Regions from separate parts of the Capsicum annuum genome. Here region 1 is linked to region 2. The links are chromatin contacts, called in public Hi-C maps. All regions are on one chromosome and are shown on one strand. The core of a region is the stretch at or near the end of the contact, and the rest is flanking DNA. Distances in the headings are between cores, read along the strand shown. Region 1 holds the start of LOC107839010 (zinc finger A20 and AN1 domain-containing stress-associated protein 5). Region 2 overlaps LOC107839016 (zinc finger A20 and AN1 domain-containing stress-associated protein 8).

Region 1 (4,431 bases), core at 1,650-4,149, 65 kb before region 2:
ATTGTTATATATGGTAAAAATAAATTCGTTCATAGATAATTGGTATTTGAGCTCAATTTGCATCTTTATTGTTTTTTTTTTTTTTCAAGTTAATTTATATAATTTTCAATATTTGTATGTGCTATTTCACATTTATGTATGTTCTTTTATTTTTGCTTTGTCACGGAAGTTGAAGTTGATGCTTTGTTATATGCATATTGACGTTCATTCAAGTCATCCTTTAGGGTTAAAATTTTCGCTCAAAAAATAATTATTTTTATCAAAATCGAAGTTTTGTGATTACTATTGTAATGTTTTGTTTTAATTTACAGGTCATAGATATATATCGGTTGGCTTTGAAGAATTGCTTGTGTAAACGTAAGGTTTAATTGTATCGTTTTGATATCTTTACTATCTTATTGTTTTATTTTAATTTACAGATGACTCGGTCAACTTTAAGGATTTCCTTTACGCAAAGGTTAAGTTTAATTGTATTGTCTTAGTATCTCTATTAGTTTATTATTTTGTAATAGTTTACAGTTCGTAGATGAATGTCGATCGGCTTTGAGACATTTTTATAGGTAAACTTTAAGTTTAATTGTATTGTCTTAATATCTTTTTTATCGTATTATTTTGTTATAATTTACATGTGATATATAAATGTTGGTCGGCTTGAAGAAATTTTTAGATAAATGTTAGGTCTAATTAAATGTTATTCGGTTTTGAGAAATTTTTTAGGTAAATGTTAGGTCTAATTGTATTATTTTAATATCTCTGCTTTGAGATATTTTTTTTTTAATGTAAATGTTAGATTTAGTTATATTATTTTGATATCGTTATTATCAAATTATTTTGTTATAGTTTACAAATGGTAGATGAATGTCAGACGGGTTTGAGAATTATTTTATGTGTAACGATTAAATTTAATTATATTATTTTGATATCTCTATCATTATATTGTTTTATTACAATTTACAAGTGGTAGATGAATATCAATAGTCTTTTAGAAATATTTTCGATAAAGATTAGGTTTAATAAATAAATTATTCATCTTTAAATACTCAAAAATATTAAATTTAATTATTATATTCACATTTGTAAACAAATACTTCCTCCATTTCAAAATAAATGAATTATTAAGATATTTATTAGTGTTCCAAAATAAGTGAATCATTAATTTTTTTTTTAAATTTACCCTTATAATTTAACAACCAATTAACTTTTTTAAAAGTATTATAACGTCAATTTTTTCTTTAAAAATAAAAAGTTAATGCTACAGTATAATGTATACACGTAACTAGTTTAAAACAATGGTGTAACATCACAATAAAAAATAGCGACTGCTCAAAACCAACGAGTTCTCCGTTACATCATTTTCACGTCTCCTCGATTCATTCCCAATTTATCACGATACCATCCACCACTTGGCCGCCTAGTGGGCCCCATACTTTCTATTTCCTCATATCTTATCTTTTACTTTAAGAAAATTCAAATAACACATAACCCCGACACTTCCCATTAATTTACGACGGCATGCCACTCACCGTCACGGAAATGATAGTTAAACCGCGTTTGCTTCTCTGAAAAAAAATGATACTTTGCTGCTCTTTGAAGGTGATCAAAAGTTCCATTCCATTTCCATTTTTTGCACAGTAAACAAACAAGGATTAAACGAAGAACATAAAAATTGCAAAGCCACAATCTTTCTGTTGCTATTTCTCAATAATCGAATCAGAAAAAGAACACTGGAAAAAAATTAAAAAGGATTTAATTCTTCAATAACAATTCAAAGAGGGAGATTTTTCACACAACAAATTCACTTCGAATTATATAAATATATAGATGAAAATATATATTTTCGAATTTCTCTCTAGGTTGATTTTTTTTTTTTTTTTGCGTTCGTTGTGCTCATCTCCGACGACGAAAAGCATAATAGCCAGCAGCAGCAGTTATGGAGATCGGAATTCGATCTCTCTCGATCGCTCATCATTTGAAATTTGATAGTTAAAGGTAAAAAAGATGCGATTTTCGTGTTTTCCTTTTCAAACTTTAATGATTTTTGCTGCTTTAACGACCGGATTCTCCCTCGCGATGGCTTCTCGACCGGCGGTTTTGTAGTCATAGCTACAATCATGACGATCGGAGTATCGATGTTCACCGCAGAACAATTCGCCGCATCGGCATCGGAATCCGGTCAATCCTACCTTCCTCCTGCAACCGGAGCAACGGTTCACCTCTCTCTTAGCTGGCGGTAAGCTGTCCTTCAGCTGATCATCCTCTTGCTTTACTTTCTTCAGATCTTGACTCATCCTTTCCAGATCGGACGACTTCCTGTCCGACGATGACCTCAACGAGCTAAATCTAGGAGATTTTTCTGATCTGGTTAATTTTTCGGCGAATTTTTGGGGAATAGTCACGGCGGATCCCGTCGGTGAGCTGGAGGAAGTTGAGGTAGCAGCGGTGGTTGCGTTGAAGCACTTTTGACACATATTGTTTGTTGCTGGATTTCCGGTGACTCCACAATTGTTGATGCAAAGCGTTATTGTTTCAGGTACTGCCTTGAACTCCGTCTCTTCTTTCTCCGTTCTCTGAGCCATTTTTTTCTCTGTGTAAAAATTAAATTATTAGAGAATTCGATTGCAAATGAAGAAAGAGAAAATATGAAATTTGAGGAGAGAGAGAGGAATTTGTGGTTTGGTTTGGAAGATGAAATGGGAAAGAGGCGAAGGGGAAATGGAGGTTTTAAGGAGGAGAGAGGTCGGTAATGGCGATGGAATAATGGCCTCATTGGATACGCGTATCAGGCAAATTGTGGGGTGAGGTGATTGATTGACGATAATGCCCCTATGGATTTTGGTTTTATTTTGTTTCACATTTAATGTTCGATATCTGCATTAAAACGTGACTATACATTAAAACTCGATTAATTCAAATTTATATAAAACAATCCCACTATAAAAAGGAAAAACTAAGATATTCCCAAAAGCGACTACATGTTCCGTATCCAAACTTGAACTCTATAATTAAAGATGAAAAAATATTTTTCATACCACTATAACTTAGTCGTCATTTGATCATAAAAATAATAATTTTTTGAATTAAAGTTGGAATTGAAATTGAAGTTGGTGTTGTGCATGATTATGGATATAAATTAAAATTGTTTTTGAAATTTTGTGACCAAAATAGGAGTGAAAATATGTAGAGTTGTTTTTGAAATTTTATAAGGTAAATAAAGATGAAAATAAGTAAAATTTTGTGACCAAAATAGAAGTGAAAAATATGTAGAGTTGTTTTTAAAATTTTATGAGGTAAATAAAGGTGAAAATAAGTTAAAAAAATCATTTTTTAAAAATAATTTTTATTGAACCAATTTTTATGATCGAGCATTATTATTTTTATTTTTTAATAAAATAAAATAATTTTGAAAACAATAAAAAATATATTTTTTATTAAAACTAAAATAATTTTAATTTTTTTAAAAAAAAATTTCATGATCAAATGTTAGATTATGTCGGGGTTAATAATGGGGTATTTTGGTGGTCGAAGGGATGTGGTTCTAGATTAGGTCTGACGTGTTATTTACTTAATCGTCACTTTTAGAGGATTTTTCTTTATTAAAAAAGTAACAATAGTTTTTTTTTGGTGTTTTGGTGACCTCTTTATAATTAAAATATAGAGGATATTTTATACAGGCTGGATAAGGTATGGAAAATGACTCTTTTTTCTTAGAGGACAGCTTGTTAATTTGTATTTATGTTTTTTGACACAATTTTCAAGCTTGGAACTACCCCCTGTCCATCCCTCCCATGATCCATCGCTCACAATTTGAAGTAAATGTAAATATGCAACATGTATATTCTTTTCCACTCGTCCCGTCCCCTTCGAAGTTATGTGACCCTATTTAATTATTCATTTCATATTACTTGATTGCGAGATATAAGATATAATAATTTTAAGATAAAATATAAAATTATTTTATTTTATATTTTATTAGAGGTATTAGTTAGTCTGAATTTATTTATCTCACTATTTATATCTTCATGATGAAATAAGTTATTCCATATATATGATGGGATAGCTAATTCAGAATAACTTGTTCCCAACCAAACAACCCCTTATTGATTTAGCAAATCTCCTATAAAAGTTTTAGTTATTAAATCCTTCTACTCATTTATGTCATGTTTCGAGTTATATAATGCTATTTAATTACTTTATTCGTTTCGTATTACTTGATCCTTGTTGATTTAACATATATGTTATAAAAGTTTCAGATAAATATATATTTTATTAAATTAATATTATTAATAATATTTTAAAACTCAAAAATTAACTACTACTATCAAAGGTAAAAAGATTAAAAACTATCGTTGAATTTTCTTTATATCATAAATTTAACGAGTAAATTGAAATAATTAGTTTTAATTGATATGGAGGGAGTACGTAGTTAATAGA
Region 2 (4,529 bases), core at 409-2,908:
AAAATACAAGTTGCAGAAATGAGGATGTGTGGTATACTAGGAGCGATAAAATAAGGGATGAGGGTATCCGAGGAAAGATGAAAGTGGCCTCCATGGTGGATAAAATGTGGGACGCAAGGCTAAGATGATTTAGAGATACAACAACAACAAACCCAGTGTATTCCTACATAGTGAGGTCTGGGGAGGGTAAGATGTACGCAATCCATACCTCTACCTCTAGAGATGTGAAGAGGAAATATCGCAGATCCCCAATTAGAAGGTGCGGGGTTGAATATAATGAAAATAATGAGAGGTAGTGGCAGACTGAAAAAGTATAAGGAATGATTAGAAAAAACACGACACAACTTCAACTTACCAAGATATGACCTTAAGATAAAAATGTGAGGAGATCACGAACACGAGTAGAAGGTTAGTACTGGAGTATTGCCTTGCTTTTCAATGGTTTTTAGGCTTTATAATGTCTATCACACTATAGTATCTTATTTTTTATATCTATCATCATTTGTAATATATGACTTTACTATGATTCCACAATTTTATTGTTGTTGCTGTTTCACCATACTATGTTTTCTTCATAATCGTTTTCTCTTTTCATACCTATTTTTATTTGTTGTATTCGAACCGAGAATCCTCAAAAAATAGCTTCTTTACCTCCATTGAACAGAGGTGCGCACACTAGATGTGTTATTGTTGTTGTTAGTAGAAAAGTCATATTCCTTAAATTGAAAAAGTATATACTATCTATTTGAAAATATTTTTTCAAATTATTTTAGGTCAACCAAACATTAAAAAAGTAACATCACCTAAATTATATGTGTTCTTCACAGCCTAAGAGAACAAGAAGCCGCAAATCAAGGAGAAGGTCGAGGAGAGCCAACACAATTGTTGCAAAACAGGTTGGCTGCTCTAATCATTTACATCACCCTTCTCTTTCACAAGATTAGTATTTATCAAGAGTTGTCCCCAAACAAAGTATAACCAAAAAAAAAAAAAAAAAGGGAACCTCAATACTGTTACCAAGATTTGGGGATATAGTATTCCAAAGTAAACATGCCTTCAGAAAAAAGTGGGCAATCGCCATGGACCACGCACCCAGATCTTTCAAAGGGGTAAATAATGACATAACTCATGTACTCATGTTCATCTTAAAAGAATAAGAGATAAATTCAATCCTCCTTTTATGTCAAAAGACTTGACAAAATTCTATAACCTTCAGTAAAACACTTAAATAAGATAAATGGGTAAAAAGTACACCCCAAAAAAATATTGGACTAATTGAAAAAGTAAGTAAAAACTATTGCTGGAGTACTGGAGGAGGAAAATCAGGAATACTTTTGTAATAGCATACAGTAGAGGGCTACAAGAATGGCCATAGCATGAATTCAAGTGCCAGGAAAATTATGGGAAAGATAACTACATTTGCGTTGGCATGTACAACATTTCACATGCAGCATCCCCCACTGACTTTCATACTATTGTGTGCTTTCCCAAAGCATAGAAAGACATGGCTGTCTTGGCTGTTGGCAACCTCGTGACAATATTATTATCAATCAAACGAGAAGACAAAGGGAAACAAGCAATTACTGGCTACGAGACTGTCGAAACATGTGAACGGTACAAGCTGGAAGCCGCCTGATATAAACAAATCCAGCAAGAATTCCAATTTCTATATACAGACATCGAAAGTTCCTATACCAATTAGCTCACCTAAAAGAAAACTACATGGAACTGCCCCATCCTAATCCGGGGCTGCAGAAAACTACATGGAACTGCCCCATCCTAATCCGGGGCTGCCTCTCAAGGATCTTCAATCCTCACCTTCGCATCTACTCTCACTTGGAATCAATAAAAAGGACAGCTCGAATGCGCTAAAGCTGCCGTTATGCACATGGTCCAAATAAGTACCGGACTACAAGAGTTTAACTTGAGTCGTCTTACCCTGCATTGTGGCAAGAGACGATTTCCACGGCTTGAGCTCAAGAACTCCTGATCATATAACTTCTTTACCACTTATGCCAAGTCGCACCCATTCAATAGCCTGAAAAAGATACAGGTTACTTGCAACAACAAATTAATACACACTCATAGCATAAGATCTCTTTCACACTCCATATACAAGATAAAATCCATTTAGCAAAATGAGATAACTCATCTCGCAAAATGAACGAACTTATTTTAGAGTTGAAGAATAGGATTTAATAGCAAGAAACATTGCTTTTATACTTGAGGAACACCAACTTTTAAGTTACTAAAATTGGAATTACTACATGAAAAACGAAAAAGAATGTCCATCACAAGCACAAAACAAGCACTAAAGATGGAAACCACAACATTCCATACTCTCAATACCAACATTACTACCCCTCAAGTTGCAAAAGATGCCTTATGCTTCTTTCTCAGACCCCCTCGTAGTCCTAGGGCACCTAACAACCGTTGTCACCAGAAGATAGAAGACGACTTCAATAATACTACAGCTCATAACTCGAACATTCCATCATATTTTGTCAAGCTTTTCAGCCTTAACAACTGGGTTGGCTTTTGCAATAGCATCTTGACCAGCCTTGCGATAATCATATGGACACTCATGCTTGTCCGAGTAACGATGGGCTGAGCAGAAAAGATTCCCACATCGGCAATTGAAGCCGGTCAAACCAACTCGTTTCCTGCAGGTGCTGCACCTTTTTGGTCCCTGCTTAGCCTTCTCAACTTCTTTGCTCTCGGGTGGACATGCAACTTGTGTGGGTACAACCAGGGACTCTGCAGGACCTTTCTGCACGGTTGCAGCAACATCAATGGCTTTCACACTAGTGCTTGAACTTCCATTCACAAAGCTTTCAATAGATGAAGCGGCAAAGTTAGCTTGTTCTTGCTTAAACATCATATCCTTGTAGCACTTTGAGCACAAGTTCATTGTAGCTGCAGTTCCAAAAAACCCACAATTGTTGACACAAAGGACAGGAGCTTGAGGAGCTTGAGGAGCTTGGCAGCCTGTATCATTTTGCTCCATATTGAATTTTCCTGCAACAAATGGACTACGTTAACTAGCCATTGTAGCAACAGCCGGATATGATTCTCCCCAATCATTTTACCCCGCTATTGATCAGTATGTGCTCTCATAGAAAATAAGCTGATTGGATTTAGCCAATATTCAGCTAAAGGCCATTGGCAAATATTGACCGAGCCACTAGCATCAGAATTGTCTAGAATAGCAGGTTATACTGGAAAGAACAAACTCTCGATTTCCTTGAGAGGCAATTGCCACAATTTACTATTGCAATTCATCCACTGATACATGATTATAGACTGCATTCACAAAACAACAACATACCCAGTATGGGACTACAGGAGGCGTCAAGGCAGGGTAGAGTGTACACGAACCTTACCCATACCTTGTGGAGGAGAGCATTCACAAAATGTATAAAATGAATTAATTAAATCAGTTTCCGTATTCCTAGGCATCATAGGGGGGAGGCAAGCTGCAAAAAAGACCTCGAAAAAATGGAAACTGGAAACTCAAGATGCCACACTGAGCAAGCTATTCCATATTGGTTAATCCTGACGGTATGAAAACCAACACATAGCTACCTGCCAGTTAAGCATCATAACCAATATACCTAATAACTTCATTATCCATGGATTGACGCTAGATTTTGTCAACCAACTGAATCATGACTTTTCAAAGACTGCCACCAACACTAACACAACCATAATCCCATCCAGAAAGAATTCACTAACTTTGGCATAAAATTCTAGTATTCTACCACAGCTAAATCCACCTAGACAGCAGATCAACTTTTGGAAGCCAAAAAATAGAGAAGCAGAGGGGTCCAAGATAAAATCTTCAAAGAGGTCAAACAGACGAGTGATCAAGCCAAGTACTTGTAAGAGTCGTGTAAGATATGCATGGTCAGAATGCAGAAGGTTGAAGTGAATTTCGCATGACAGGAAGCATCAAAAGGAAGTTGGAACTAAGGAGATCGACAAAGTAAATAATGACTCACAGCTGAAGGCAGTGCCGCCACCCTGGAAAATGCTGGAAACAGACAGATGTTTTTACGAGGTAGTGAACTGAAAAACAATCAAACTTAACAGGAAGCATCAAAAGAAAGTAGGAACTAAGGAGAACGACAAAGTAAATAATGACTGAGAGCTGAAGGCAGTGCCACCCTGGAAAATGCTAAAAATAGATGGATGTGTTTAGGAGGTAGTAATTGAAAAGCAATCAAACTAAGCTCAGCTACAGAGCATCAGAGAGCTTTGGCAAAAAAAGAGACAACATATCTCCATTAGAACACACTAGAAAACAAGGGTTTCAACATAAACAAAGAGTAAGACGGAATACGTGCATTACAAGTTTAGTCATCTTCTAAAGAATATGATGATCAAGTGGAAATTATACAGCTCAAAGATATGTGATGTGAATAAGATGACAAAAATGGAAGAAGTATACGGGAATTCTATGGAATATGAAGTGTATCAAATAAATTGAAAGGCTAGCAAAAGAGCCTCTAAAACCAACAACAATAGAT

Evidence for each region. Hi-C and Micro-C count contacts between places; a contact is called where the count stands out from the background.
Region 1: a contact with region 2 is called in a Hi-C map of leaf, with 1.7 times the contacts expected there. The contact joins the promoter of LOC107839010 here to the enhancer-like site in region 2. A contact is called at or near these places in 2 of 5 Hi-C or Micro-C datasets (leaf and placenta).

The regions. Positions count from the first base shown.
Region 1 is chr1:145,978,115-145,982,545 of UCD10Xv1.1, reverse strand. LOC107839010 (zinc finger A20 and AN1 domain-containing stress-associated protein 5) reads right to left here and starts at 2,899. Exons shown (of 1, transcript XM_016682339.2): 1 at 1,736-2,899. The coding sequence starts at 2,576. The coding sequence ends at 2,022.
Region 2 is chr1:145,911,495-145,916,023 of UCD10Xv1.1, reverse strand. LOC107839016 (zinc finger A20 and AN1 domain-containing stress-associated protein 8) reads right to left here. Exons shown (of 3, transcript XM_016682355.2): 3 at 2,195-3,018. The coding sequence starts at 3,007. The coding sequence ends at 2,495. Among protein-coding and RNA genes, the nearest start is that of LOC107839016, 4.3 kb to the right of the region's middle. Within about 2 kb of position 1,658, at least 5 of the 5 cell types and tissues checked have an H3K27ac peak or open chromatin away from gene starts, as enhancers often do. A contact at or near this core is called in leaf, where this site is marked.